2 separate regions of the Mus musculus genome follow, and region 1 is linked to region 2. Evidence: chromatin contacts called from public Hi-C data. All regions are on one chromosome and are shown on one strand. The core of a region is the stretch at or near the end of the contact, and the rest is flanking DNA. Distances in the headings are between cores, read along the strand shown. Region 1 overlaps Cdk5rap2 (CDK5 regulatory subunit associated protein 2). Region 2 overlaps Cdk5rap2 (CDK5 regulatory subunit associated protein 2).

Region 1 (6,023 bases), core at 3,230-5,729, 77 kb before region 2:
TTCCACTCAGTAGAGGTCTTAGGATCACGTGTGGAATCCTGTGTGGGCCCTTGCGGGTGTCAGGCGACTCAGCTGGCAAGGTAGCCCGGGGCTCGAGTGGAGCAGAAGGGACTTGTGCCCCAGATCAGGCCCGGGTAGCCTGCTTCCCTATGTACCGCAGTCTCAAGTTCCGCGAGATTGGATTGGGGCAGGCGCTGTGTTCCACTCACCAGAGGTCTTAGGATCCCGTGGGGAGTCCCGTGTGGGCCCTTGTGGGTGTTGGGCAAGACTCTGCTGGCAAGGAAGCCCGGGGCTCGAGTTCCCTCTCTCTCTTTTTATAAACGAGATTGGAGTTCGTGTGTGCTACTCGGTGTCTTAGGGTTGCTATTGCTTTGAAGAGAAAACATGACCACAGCAACTCTTAAACAGGCAGAAACATTAAGCTGGTGCTGGTTTACAGGTTTAGCTCGTTATCATCATGACAGGAAGACGACATGGTTCTGGAGAGGTAGCCGAGAGTTCTGAATCTTGATGGGCAGGCACAGGCACAGAGACTGAGCCACTGAGCCTGGCCTAAGCACTTGAAACCTCAAAGTCCACCCCCAGTGACACTTCCTCCAACAAGGCGACATACCTTTTAAACAATATTACTACCTATGAACCTTTGGGGGACCGTCGTCATTTCTCCACCACAACCAGGCTGGCCCCAAACTCCTAGGCTCCTGCCTTGACCCCTTAAGTATCTGGGACTTCAGATGTGTGCAGGGCCGTTGTATATTTCATGTTCTAGAAAACTTTTTTTAACATTCTGACCATGGGAGCATAGCGGAGATTCCCTCAGACTTTTAAATTTTCATTTTGAAATAATTGCCGGCTCACATATATGTTGCAGCATCTCTTTATTCAGTGTTCCAAGCTAACATCTCCCAAGTCACATAGCTAAAACTGGTCTAGGGCATTTGGATCCTTTTATAGTGAGCAAGAATAATTTGCTTAATTTTCTATTTGGCCTTTAGTTTCTGGCCATGTGTAATTGGGCCAAATATTTGCCACTTGGGCATCATTCAGGAAAAGGTAAAGAGCACTCTAGGGAAGTTTTTCAAAGGGCCATTTAAGGAAAATTTAATATGGAAAGTGTTTTTATGAAATGAATTGTGTGTGTGTGTTTGAGTTCTTTGAGGTTAGATTTTTAAGGAGGCTTTGCCATCAGTATTCATGCAACAATCCGGCAGAACTTCTTTTCAGCACTTGGTAACTGTGAACAATAACTATGTTCAACAAGCCCCTAACTGATGGCTATCTCTAGCATCCCCTTTGAATTTAGTTGTCTTCTTTTCATTCTTGCCAGCTTCTTGGTGTTAATTAGAGTCTTCCCTGGTGTGGGTAAGTGGTGCTGTGCCAGGGAAGCACACAGGCTGGAAATCCTTCGAATTCCAGGTTTAATTATGGGCAGTCTGATGACAGACTAGTCATATTGCAGCCCTGAGCATCAGTTACTTATGGGCATGGTTTAACCTCTTGTTGATGATGAACATTTTCCAGGCATTGTTGGCCTTTGCTTGAGTTTATTTAAGCATTTCCATTGACACTGATACCAGTTTCTCTTGTTTCCAGGTATATGCACCGTGTTAATTTGCATTCCCTTATATATTTCTTGGTTCTTACAGAGTTACTAAGGAAGAGTATCATTTCAAAACAAGCTGACTAACACCAGATAATCCCATTTAAACAAGCATACTTTGTAACTGAGAACTTCAATTCATTCTTCTTATTGTTGGTGGTGTAGAACATTTTGTTCATTTTTTTTGTGTATTACATAAATATTTTCTCAGGTGAATTGTATTTAATGAAATAAAGTATTTTGATGCATTTAGTCCTTGAACTCTGATGACAGTAGAATCATTCAAAAGTAGACTTTGACTGCCATGTTGACAGCTGTCTCCTTTTTCTGCATACACTCTGGGTGTGTGTTCGGGAAATAGTAAGAAAGAAAATGTTAACTTTCTGCGCTCCAGTTGCTCTCTGCCCGCCAACGACAGGCTTCCTGTGCTCCTGCCCCTGGCAACTCTAGCTAACCCCAGCATGATCAGCCATCACAATGCCCATTTACCCAGTAAAAACAAGACCTTAGAAGCTTATAATTCACCAATCAGATTTATTATCAATAAATTCTCAATTTACAAGATGTCAATACAATAATTGCAGAACCAGTTGATAATGATAAAAGCTTTATCCTAATTATTCTAACCTTATATCATAGCTACCTGTGGCTGGTTAAAGCCACGCTGGTTCACATCCGCCTCCATGTTGGACTATCTCCTTCTCCCCTGAGACGCTCTCTGTCTCTGCAACTCTTAGCCCCGCTTACCTTTTCCCTGTCCAGTGACAGGCCCCTTGCTGCCTTACTGTAATTGGACAGGGAAAATCCTGCGACAGGTGTCAGTCATACTAACAAAGAAGAATATTGATGGTGCTGGGATTCACCACTGCCTGCCATCTTCATTTCATTTTCTGATTACTATTGGTTGGCTGATTATGACATCAGAGCTTGAACTCAGGGATTCACACGTTAGGCAAGTGACCCCTTTAAAGTTACTTAATTACCTTAAAGTATTAGAAAATCCAGACAAACGGAAAAGTCAGCTATACTCTCTTTGCATTGAAGTTATTTAGTTTTGTTAAAAGTTTGTGCTTTTCCCTCTTGTATTTCTTTGACAGCACTGTGGACCACTCTTGCCAACAGGACCACAACCTACACTTTGTCCTGTAGTTTTCCAAAATGCTGCTCCTTGGGCTCTGGGTACTGAATGGTGCCCATTTTTCTTCCTCCCTGCCTGGTAGGCAAAACAGTCTTGGTTTGTTTCTGACATGGGAAACCAGGTCCCTCTGCTCTCCCTCTCTCCTAGGGGTCTGAGGACTGTGAAGCTGCGCTGGTAGAGAAGGAAGCCCTATTGGCCAAGCTACACTCAGAAAATGTCACAAAGAGCACTGAGAACCATAGGTTGCTCAGGAATGTTAAAAAGGTCACCCAGGAGTTGAATGACTTGAAGAAGGAGAAGTTGAGACTAGAGCAGGCCCTGGAGGAAGCCCACCAAGAGGGGAACAGAGGAGCCCGAACCATTCACGTGAGTGCCTCCTGCTCTCCTGACATTGTGAGGGGTGCATCGGGTGGGGCCAGCGATGCTTTCTTCTCACAGGGAGCTGAATCAGGATAGTTCTCTTTTCAGTTTTTTAGGATCCTTCATACTGATGCCCATAGTGGTTGCACATGTTTATATTTCCACAGCAGGGAATAAGGTATTTCTTTCCCTGAATCCTTGCCAGCATTTCTTATGTTATTAATGGTTTTGTTTTTGTTTTTATGTTAACCATTTTGACTAGGATGCAGTGAGTTCTTGGAGCAGTTTTAATTTGTATTTCCCTGGTAGCTAAGAATGTTGAACACTTTCTTATGCATTTGGTGACCTGTGCCTTCGTTGAAGAACCCCTTTATTGAGTGGATGGTTGGATTTTGGCGCTTAACTTTTGCAGTTCTTTGGTGGCCTTGATATCATTCTAGGGCTGGCCTTGTAGAGTCAAGCCTTACTCTGAAGACAGTCATATCCAGTGTTATATCTTTCCTGTACACTCTCAGGTTTTACTGTGTTTTATAGACTGGAAAAGAATATTGGAAAGAAAAATATTCAAACCTCAGGCCTTGTTCTCTGTCTACATTTAGTTCACTCTGCAAATCCTCTTAGATAACAGAAACTGATGGTAGGATTGATGGCAGCATGCAGACCTGCTCCTTAGCTGCAGAGCATACCTGCCACTTGTAAAGCAGCCAGCAGCTTCATATGTGGCCACATCCACATGTTTGGGCCCAGAGAAAGTTACTCTAATTTACAGATTAACTGAGCTTCATAATTTAAATGGCTTGCTTATGGTCACCTAGACAGAGATATGCAGGTGTCAGGTATCTGGTCTATAATTTTAGAACTTTGCCTAAGATGCTATTTTGTTGTGCTGGCAAACCAGTAGTAGGTAGGGATATGGTGCATTTGGCAGAGAGATTTTTATAATCTGTGTTTTCTATAGACCAGAATAAAGTATTCTCAAGAAGACCAGTCTACAATATTCTGGTTATTTGAAGCTTTAAAAAGTAATTTGTTCTTCTCAGTGTTTCTCAAACATGTGTTGCAGTTTATATAAAGTTATACAATTTAATGAGCTTAGGAATAATGGTAAAGACATCAGGATTTCAAAGGAAAAGAGGGCAAGGGCTTTGGAACCATAGCAAAGATGGTAAACATTTTGTGGTATCCTCTGTGGTGCAGAAGAGGGGGACTTAAGATTCTGCTGGCAGTTCTGGCAGCAAGGGAAAAAGAATTGAGGTTCAGGGTCTCCAGTGTTTGAGAGACGGACATCTTAAGATAAAAGGCCGGCTTCAGCTGGTACTGAGGCCCAAGGGAAGAGTTGTGTCTGGTGGGTTTTTATAAAGAAAACTGAACAGTTACAGAGTCTTCAACAATAGTCCATTCAGTCAAAGCAGCTCTGTGCAAGTCAGATCGATGCTGCTCAAGCCAGTGGGCTTGTAAGGATTGAGGTTTTGAGTTGCTGGGACTGGATCTAGCTGTTTCTCGTTGTTTTGTTCTCTTGAACGTGAAAATAAGTTGGAAATACTACAGCGCTGTTTTTACATGAGCCCCAACTTATAGTCCACACAGAGGACCCATAGCAAACAGACTTAATGTGTTTGACATTCCCTGAATGCTGATAGCAAGCCAACGCTCGCACCCTCTCTCAGACACCCACGCCAGGAGCATTCATTTTCTGGCTCATTGTGTGTGGAGAGACAATGCCTTTAGTAGAAGCGATTTGGATCAGAGACCAGTGGACTCTCTGGGCCTGACTCTGCGAGTGCATGAGAAGTTGGCCCATGAGAGTCAGCTCTCATGTTGGTTTTAATCTCTCTGATTACAGACAATGTGCCAGTTGACTTAGCACATGCTATAATTTGTACTTTTGTTTATTCCACACACATTTATCGAGTGCTTGCATTGGGCAGGCTTTGGTGAATACCGGCTTTAATTTTACTGTGGGGATCTAACAGAGAGGGAGGCCAAGTATTGAAGGTGGCAGATAGATCTTCTGTATCCTGACATATGCCTCCTGGCCCCCAGAGGGACCCGTATCACTTAAAGCAAAGTCAGAAGACTTTCCTAAGGAAGCAGAAGCAAGCGTTCCCAGCTTAGCATCCTGACTGTGGCAGTTACAGTGAGCTCTGTAGGCTGTGACCGGGAGGTGACTTTGACCTTTATTGTTCTTCCATCCTGATATAAATGCCCGGTTTGGCCCAGAGACTTAAGACTAACCCTTACCCCACCTACTCTGTGTGTGTGTGTGTGTGTGTGTGTGTGTGTGTGTGTGTGTGTATGCATGTATGTATGTATGTGGTGAAGGATGTGAGAGAGCTCAGATTTGATGTCTCTGGCTCAGACTCTCAGTTTTACCCCAAGCAGGTGTGGGACAAGAGTAAGTTACGTTGTTTTTTTTTTTTTTTTTTTTGTATAGTGGCCTCTGTTGGACTGTGGCTGAGCTATAGTCCCTGGGCTGTCTAACAATACTTGCATCTGTCATAGGACCTGTCATCTGCTGCCCTGACAAGTGTGCGCTTCACCTGGGCACTTAGCTCTGTGGGATACATTTGCTGGCTCTAAGCCAAAAGTCTAATTAAAGTTGTTACTATCACCCAGGTGGCAAAATTCTGCATTATCTACCAGGAATAGATTTAATTTTGGGGTAGTTCAACCAGATTCCCTCTAAATCCTCGGTACTTATTTATAGGTAGCCCAAAATGGAATTGGGAGAGCATTTAGTACACCTTGAGAACCTCAGCCAATACACAGCAGTTGGTGACAGTGTCTTGGAATAATGCGTTAGGTTTAAGACCACAGCTCCAAGAAGGGATGCTTTTACAGAGCTCAAAATGTCTCTTGTCTTTTTTTTTTTTTTTTAATAAATCAGATGCGAAATGCTTTGAGCTGATGTCCTTGTAGCATAAT
Region 2 (6,994 bases), core at 584-3,083:
AGGGAAGGAGGGAGGGGAGGGGAGGGGAGGGGAGGGGAGGGGAGAGGAGGAGAGGGGAGGGGAGGGGAGGGGAGGGGAGAGGAGAGGAGGGATGGATGATAACAGTGTCCCAGGCTGTTAAACAAAGGGTCTGACTCCTGTCACCATGGAATCACCTCCTCTGTATAGAATGGTTTTTGCTTCAGAGATGAAGCCCAGATGCCTGGCATGGTAGCACAGGTTTATCATCCCAAGCAGGGCTGAGGAAGAAGATTGTGGGTGTATGGCTGGCTTGGGATACATAGAAGATTTTTGCCTTAAAAGCAAACAAATGAACCTTGGGGCGGAGGGGAGAGGCACAAAGCTCCCTCCATCCCCCACCTCTAATTTCCCCTCTGGCTGATACTGGACTGTGTTTGCCTTCACCGCTACCACACTGTCCCTCATCCCCACACCCTGTAACTGTCTCCTTGGAGGTGAGCTCACCGAGGACAGACCGGACAGCTCTGCATCCACCCTTCTATCCTCGGTGTGTGCCAGGCTCCTGAGAGGAGCCGTGGTCGAAAGGAGAGAAGAAGAATGGCCTGGAGTTGGAGACACCAGGAACTTGGGTTTGAGTACGGGGATCATGTCGAGTCGTGGTGAGAAATTGTGTGCCAAAAGAGGCTTCTGAAGAGCAGCAAGCGACAGTCTGGTTAGCCATTCACAAGTCACATTCTCACTGTGGTCTTCTTGTTTGTCACCCAAGAAAGGGAAAGCTGGGTTTTTTTTTTTTTTTTTTTTTTTTTTTTGATGTCTGTTTTAAAACATGATACTCCCTCACTGCATGAGCTCACAGTTCTTAGGTTTGCCAGAGAGCTGGAAACAGTGCTTTCATGCTGTGCATCCCAAGCTCCTGCCATAGCTGACAGATGGTCTCCTGCCACCTATGTGGAGGCAGTTTCCACCAAGAAACTCAGTTTATCAGTGGTTACGATCCCCTCATGAATCCCCAAATGACGGCCATTTGTCACTTCACTTTAAAAGGACCCTATTGTGATAGAGGAATGGATGGATGTAATACAAGCTACTCAAAAGATCTTTTATTTAACAGTGAGAGAGCTCACTCTGTTGGTGGCACTGAGACACTTGCTTCTGTGGGCATGAGTCCAGATCTTTGATGGTTTTAAGATGTACTCATGATTGGGAGGCTCAGGATGCTTACAGCTATCCCAGACCAAAGACATCTGCTATGTGCCTGAAGGAAATGACTCTCAGTGTACAGTGATCCCCATGGAGCAGGCTGCCATCTTGTGTTTGCTTGGCGGTACTTATGTAGCTTCTAGCTGGTGGCAAGGCTTGGCTGGTGGCCTGTCTTGAGGTCTGAGGTTGGAGGCTTTTCATCAGCTGAAGGCTGGTGAGCAGCCCCAGTGCCAACTAGGCTGTTCCTTCAGAAGATAGGTGCCTGACCCATTAGGGACCATCCTTCACTCTGGGGCTTTGAGATCTGGCTTAGTCACTATGACTTCCTCCTTTTGACGAGTTGTACAGAAGTCACACATAGACACGCACTAGAGACGTGAGAGCATCTACCAGGCTGGTCGACAGCCAACCTCTGGAAGCCACAGAGTCTCCCTAGTATGGGAAAGATATGACCAAGAAAATCCAGGCATAGAGTGTTGACTGTACCTGCCATGACCCTGCTCGCTTCTGAGCTGTAGCCTGCAGTAAGGTGAGAATAGAGCGCAGAGCCTCGGGCTTGCCCTTCCTGCTGTAAAGTGGAAGCAAGTGTTGGTACTGTAGGATTATAGTGAACCCAAGGCGGAGAGTCCATTCTAAAGTCATTGTGCTCAGGGCTGCTGCCTCCACACTGGGTCCATGCGTCTTTTTTTCTGAGGGTAACAGTGCTGTACAGTAGCAGGTATGTGGTGACCTGCCGGGGTAGAGATGGAGCCTGCCTGCCACGCAGGCCCCCCTGTGAGAACTGTAAGCTGAATCCCGATGAGAAACAAACCCACTCGCTCTGGTGTTCTTTTTCCTTACCGGGGATGTTTTGGGACTTTTCCTTTGGGAGTTTAGAGCACTGTGGGGACAGTCTAATTATAGTCTCCTTTTTCAAGGCAACGAAAGAAGGGCTTTTTTATCTTCTTCTTTAGCCATGCATCAGTTTCTTCAAAGAGCTCATCCTGGTCTGCAATTTCCAGAGTTTTGAAGTATTTTTAAAATAAAGTTGTTAGTTGCTTTGAAATCTGGGCCTGTGCATCCTTTCAAACGATGACACGCAAGAACAGAGCACAGCGTCTTTCTCCCAACAGCATCCTGTGCTTTATTTTTGTTTTCTTTTGTTGTTTCTGTTAGTCATTTCCCCTGCTGTCGACAGTGGCCTTTTCAACTGCACTCAACTGCACTTTTCAATACTGCTTTCCCCACTAATCCCAGTTCTGAGCGTCTTTCCTAGGGAAATAATTTAAATGCAGATAAAGCCGTGTGCACAGATATATTTGTGTCATTTATTTACTAAAATGAAAATTTGGAGATGACCTAAATACCCACTAGGGAACTGCAAGATACAGTCCACGTGTTCCTGCCATAGAATGTTAGCATGATCTTCACAATGGAGGTCTCTAAAGCAAACTTAGTAGGAGAAATGCATATACTAAAATGGGTTGTGCAAAAATGAAGTCAGCATCATCTCTGCCCACATGCCTGGAGGAGAGAACAGAAGGCAGTTCAAGAGCGTGCCAGCTCGGGGGAGGGGCGGGAAGAGGAGGCTTTATAATTCTATTGCTCACTCCCCATGGTGAGCATATATTTTTCTAGTGCCACAGGATATTTGTGTTATGTTCTATGGTACTAGGGATGGAACCCAGAACTTCACCTGTGCTGTACCGTACCACTAACCTGTGCACCACTACAGTCGCTCTCTAGCCCTCCTATAAAAATTTTGTATCTGTGTATGTACCTGCTCATGTGTGTATACATGTGTTTGTGCAGGTGCGTGTGTGTGCGCGCGCGCGCGTGTGTGTGTGTGTATGTATGTGTAAGTGTAAGGTAGGGGCTGCTGGAGTAGAGGACAGAGGTTGATGTTACATGTCTTCCCTATCTTCCGTATCATTCAACTTGGAGATGACTGGTTTTTCTAGACTGCCTGTCCAAGAAGACGGCCTGGGGATCTTCTGTCTCCCTCTCTCCAGGGCTGGAATTCTAGACATAAGCTGCTGCATATATATATATATATGTATATATATATATATATGTATATATATATACATATATATATATATGCACACACACACACACATATACATACAAATATATATTAGTAGGTGCTAGGGAGCAAACTCTGGTCCTAACGCTTGTATGGCACTTTACTGACTAAGCTGTTTCCTTAGATCTAGTAGCATATCTTGTGCTTTTTATTATTATTATTATTATTATTATTATGAAACAGTCTTACTAAGTTGCTTGAACCAACTTGAATTTAGGACCCTCCTGCCTTGGTCTCCTAAATAGCTAGGATGACAGGCCTTTGCAGCTAGGCCCTGCTGTTACCGTGTTTAGAGAGTGGAAGGAGCAGCATTCAGAGAGACCGTTGTGGCCGCTTCCTAAGTTGAGTCCAGTTATCTGGACCCAGTTCCTGAGGAGCTAGTATGAGTAAACTCAGCTGAAACTGACAGGTCCATGGCTCTGCAAATACCTGGACAAGGAAGTGCCAGCAAACCGTTTTGAAAACTGTTTTCATCCTCTGATGTTCTCTCTGCTTCCAGGAAAATCAGCCAGAGTGGAACCACATCCCCAGAATGAACTGCTCAAGGGGTGAGTGTGTAGCAGCTGCTAAGAAAACCCCAGGACTGTCCACCCTCGGATTTCCTGCAAGTCCTTTTAACTTAAAGCTCCCTTTCTTTCTGTAACGTTGCTGCTTCTTGTAAACAAGGCACCAATACCCACAGGACCAACCGTGGCCACACACCAAACAAGCAGCATGCACCACTGTAGATCCTGCAGCTTCACCTCAGGCTCAGGTGACTTGTGTGTGGTATTTCTGTCAGTGACTGCAAGCAGATCTTCCTGTAGGTGACTGATGGTTCCACTGTCCTAAGCCTGGCACTTACACATGTCAGCTGATTTGTTTTATTTCCCTTTCCTTCAACCTCCTACCTTCTTCCTCCCCCATGGCTCCTTATTCTCCTGACTACGGCTCTGCATAGCTCGGTACTCTGCCACCGAGCAGTAGGAAAGCCATTCCTTGGAGCAGAAATGACCACACATCTCGCCAACACCATGTTTCTCTCTGTTTCAAGATCAGCTGTTCTTGCCCTGTCACTTGACATAGTTACATGAGGCACTTAACTGTGGTTTGCACTACTTTCCCATTTGGCTCACCCCTCTTCAAAGACAGCTATATCTAGCACCAACTGGAAATTACCCTTGTTGCTTCTAAGGCCACAAGGCAAGCATTTCCATTTGCTATTCAGAATGAGGAGCCTGTGGGTCAGAGCTACACATCAGCAATTGAGTGGCCGAGCTAGGACTAGACCTTAAGTCTTTCTTGCTCTGGCACCTGGTTTTCTGTGCCGCCATTTAAGGATAAGGATGAAACATGGATTGTATACTTTCTTTTGGCCACCTGTCTGTTCTGAGGACTTGCCTACTTCTGTCCAAACATTTCGCTGCTCCAAACGCTGTGAAACACCTTCTTTCATATGTGTGTCCATTGGGAGTCCTTGGGGTGAAATGAAGAAATGGATAGTCTGGATGCAGAAGCATAGAGATACAGAGATACATGGATACAGAGAGCAGGAAGTGGGGTGTCCCTCTCAAGACTTCTATAGTCATAAAAGAAACATTCTTCCCTCTGCAGTATCACCAAAGATCCCTCCTAGTTCAATCTATACATCCATATTTATTTCATATCCTGCTGGCAGCTGTGGAGATGGAAAGGCATGCTTCATTGAGTGGCACTGGTCCCACCTAATCAAGGGGTCTGAAAAATCAAACCAGCGGAGGAGCTAGGACCTCCCTAGATTATGTCTATGGCAGATGCAAAGGAGACATGGCTGGAGGGACAAGCTGGGACCACCAAGTGATCCGCAGAAGCTGTGTTAGGAATTCTCAGCCCAACACTCTTCTACAGGACTATTGGGGGCTTCTGAAGTTAGGGAAGTAAGGATGAAACTTTAGCAGAAGGGAGGCAAGGAACCTTTCTGTCCTCTTCAGCCAGGTGTTTCTCCTTTCCATCTCTGGCAGCTTTTCTTCTCCTCCTGCTCCACCATTTTCAGCTGTAGACTCAGCACTCGGGCCATTCGTGAGCTAATGAAGTAGGTACCCTTTGTCCTGCTGTCCATTTGCAAGTCAGCAGCAAGCCCTGCATCCATCACTCTGTCTGGGTGCAGCTGCACTGGTGTTTACCTCTTACTGGACGCACTGCGGCTTCAGAGTCCTGTGCTCTTGTCTAAGTGCATGAATAATGAGAAGTAGTAGGGAAAGGAGGCAGTGCAAAGAGCTTAAATTAAGGAGCGTATCTCCAGTGAAGATTCACACGGGCTTTTCACAGTGGCCAGGTGGGTTTTCCTAGGAGCTTACCCCGTCCTTGCAAACACAGCTTCCTAACCAAATGATTGCCGGGATGATGATATGGGAGTCTGCAGGAGGATCCTGAAAAGTTTCAGATTTTCAAGTCTAAGGTCATCCCATGGATTTGGATGGACTCTCACATCCTCTTGAATCTGTGGGGCCAGGTAGGCATAGGTCAGATCTGAGTGGTGCCACTTAGGAGCTGAGATGATCCCTGGATCATGATGAGCCTTGGCTGCCTCAGTTGTCAAAGGGCTCTAGTGGCTTCTTCCTCAGAGGGTGTCTGTGACGACAAAGACCCAGAGCAGAGAGCGCAGCACTGGGACGGAGCAGCACTTTGTAACAGGTGCCACCAACGTGCCCCCTGCCTCAAGTCCATTCTGTTTGCAGAATGGCACTGCTTACTGGAAACAAAAGGGCTGGCTGAAGTTGAATGGATGGCCAGTCACAAAATAGAAAATAACCCTAAGTATTCAAATATGTGGTTGAGCATGTGATCAGAATGTGAGAAATGACATTTCATTTTTAAATTTTAAAAATTAATTTCTTTTTATTAATATTTTGAGAATTTCATATGAATAATCTATATCATAGCTTCTTCCCTTTAATTCCTCCCATGTTCCCTCCCTTCTCACATTCATGGCCTCTTAATCTTTACTTATAGTTGTACCTATATATTTGTACATAAATTTATAAATGCAGTCTACACTAGATGACCTCAGCAGGTTGTAGTTGGAAATGACTTGTCTTTCAATCTTGAAGGTTAAGGACTGTGGAAGGCAACTTACCCTACCACCATCTCCTGCCTGAATCTCCTGAGCCTTCTGCCTCCCATGCTCTGTCAGATGATGAAATGTCTGAGAAGTCCTTCCTGTCTAGAGACCCGAAGCCAGACAGCGATACTGAGAAGTACCCAGCAATGGCGAGCCATTTTCCTCAAGGTACGCAGAACCTCACTAAGCACCTGAGGCACAACCAGGCCGTCTTGTCTCGGTGAGAATATTGGGCTGATGTCTGACCATTTTTTGCCAATAAAGGGAGCGCCTTTGAGGGCCAGAGCCGCTCATGGAGGGTGGTTTATCACTAGAAGGGTCCATGGTGTGAAAAATGTGGGTGACAGCGAGGAGGTCTTGATTGCTCTTTAAATGATGGCATGGATGGTTTCCCATTCTGCTCGTCTCACAGGCTGGCTTGAAAGCCTTCTTTGGTTTCTACACATCCTGAAACATGTCCCTTAACTATTGGCTATAGCGTCAGGCACTTTGTTTGGGTCTACTCAGGCTGCTGCAGATAAATCCTGGGACTGCAGACAGCACAAATCATCCCTCACAATTGTGGTGTGTGAAAAGCAGAGATCGGTGTGCTTTATAGGCAGTGTAGTTGAGTTCTAGTGAGAATCACCTTCCCACTTGAATAGAGGAAGAAAGGTCAGGGGAAGTCCGTGCAGCTTATGCCACAAGGA

What was found. A called contact is a pair of places that touch in the nucleus more often than the background predicts.
Region 1: a Hi-C map of forebrain shows a contact between it and region 2, with 4 times the contacts expected there. The contact joins two enhancer-like sites. A contact is called at or near these places in 2 of 484 Hi-C or Micro-C datasets (dorsal root ganglion neurons and forebrain), 2 of 115 datasets of contacts at active chromatin or transcription factors (embryonic stem cells and stem cell-derived neural progenitor cells) and 4 of 9 other capture datasets (adipose tissue, embryonic stem cells, liver and 1 more).

The regions. Positions count from the first base shown.
Region 1 is chr4:70,334,422-70,340,444 of GRCm38.p6, reverse strand. Cdk5rap2 (CDK5 regulatory subunit associated protein 2) reads left to right here. Exons shown (of 37, transcript NM_145990.4): 12 at 2,886-3,104. Among named protein-coding and RNA genes, the nearest start is that of Cdk5rap2, 73 kb to the left of the region's middle. Within about 2 kb of position 4,479, at least 27 of the 459 cell types and tissues checked have an H3K27ac peak or open chromatin away from gene starts, as enhancers often do. A contact at or near this core is called in forebrain, where this site is marked.
Region 2 is chr4:70,254,115-70,261,108 of GRCm38.p6, reverse strand. Cdk5rap2 (CDK5 regulatory subunit associated protein 2) reads left to right here. Exons shown (of 37, transcript NM_145990.4): 26 at 3,726-3,774; 27 at 6,295-6,473. Among named protein-coding and RNA genes, the nearest start is that of Cdk5rap2, 150 kb to the left of the region's middle. Within about 2 kb of position 1,833, at least 41 of the 459 cell types and tissues checked have an H3K27ac peak or open chromatin away from gene starts, as enhancers often do. A contact at or near this core is called in forebrain, where this site is marked.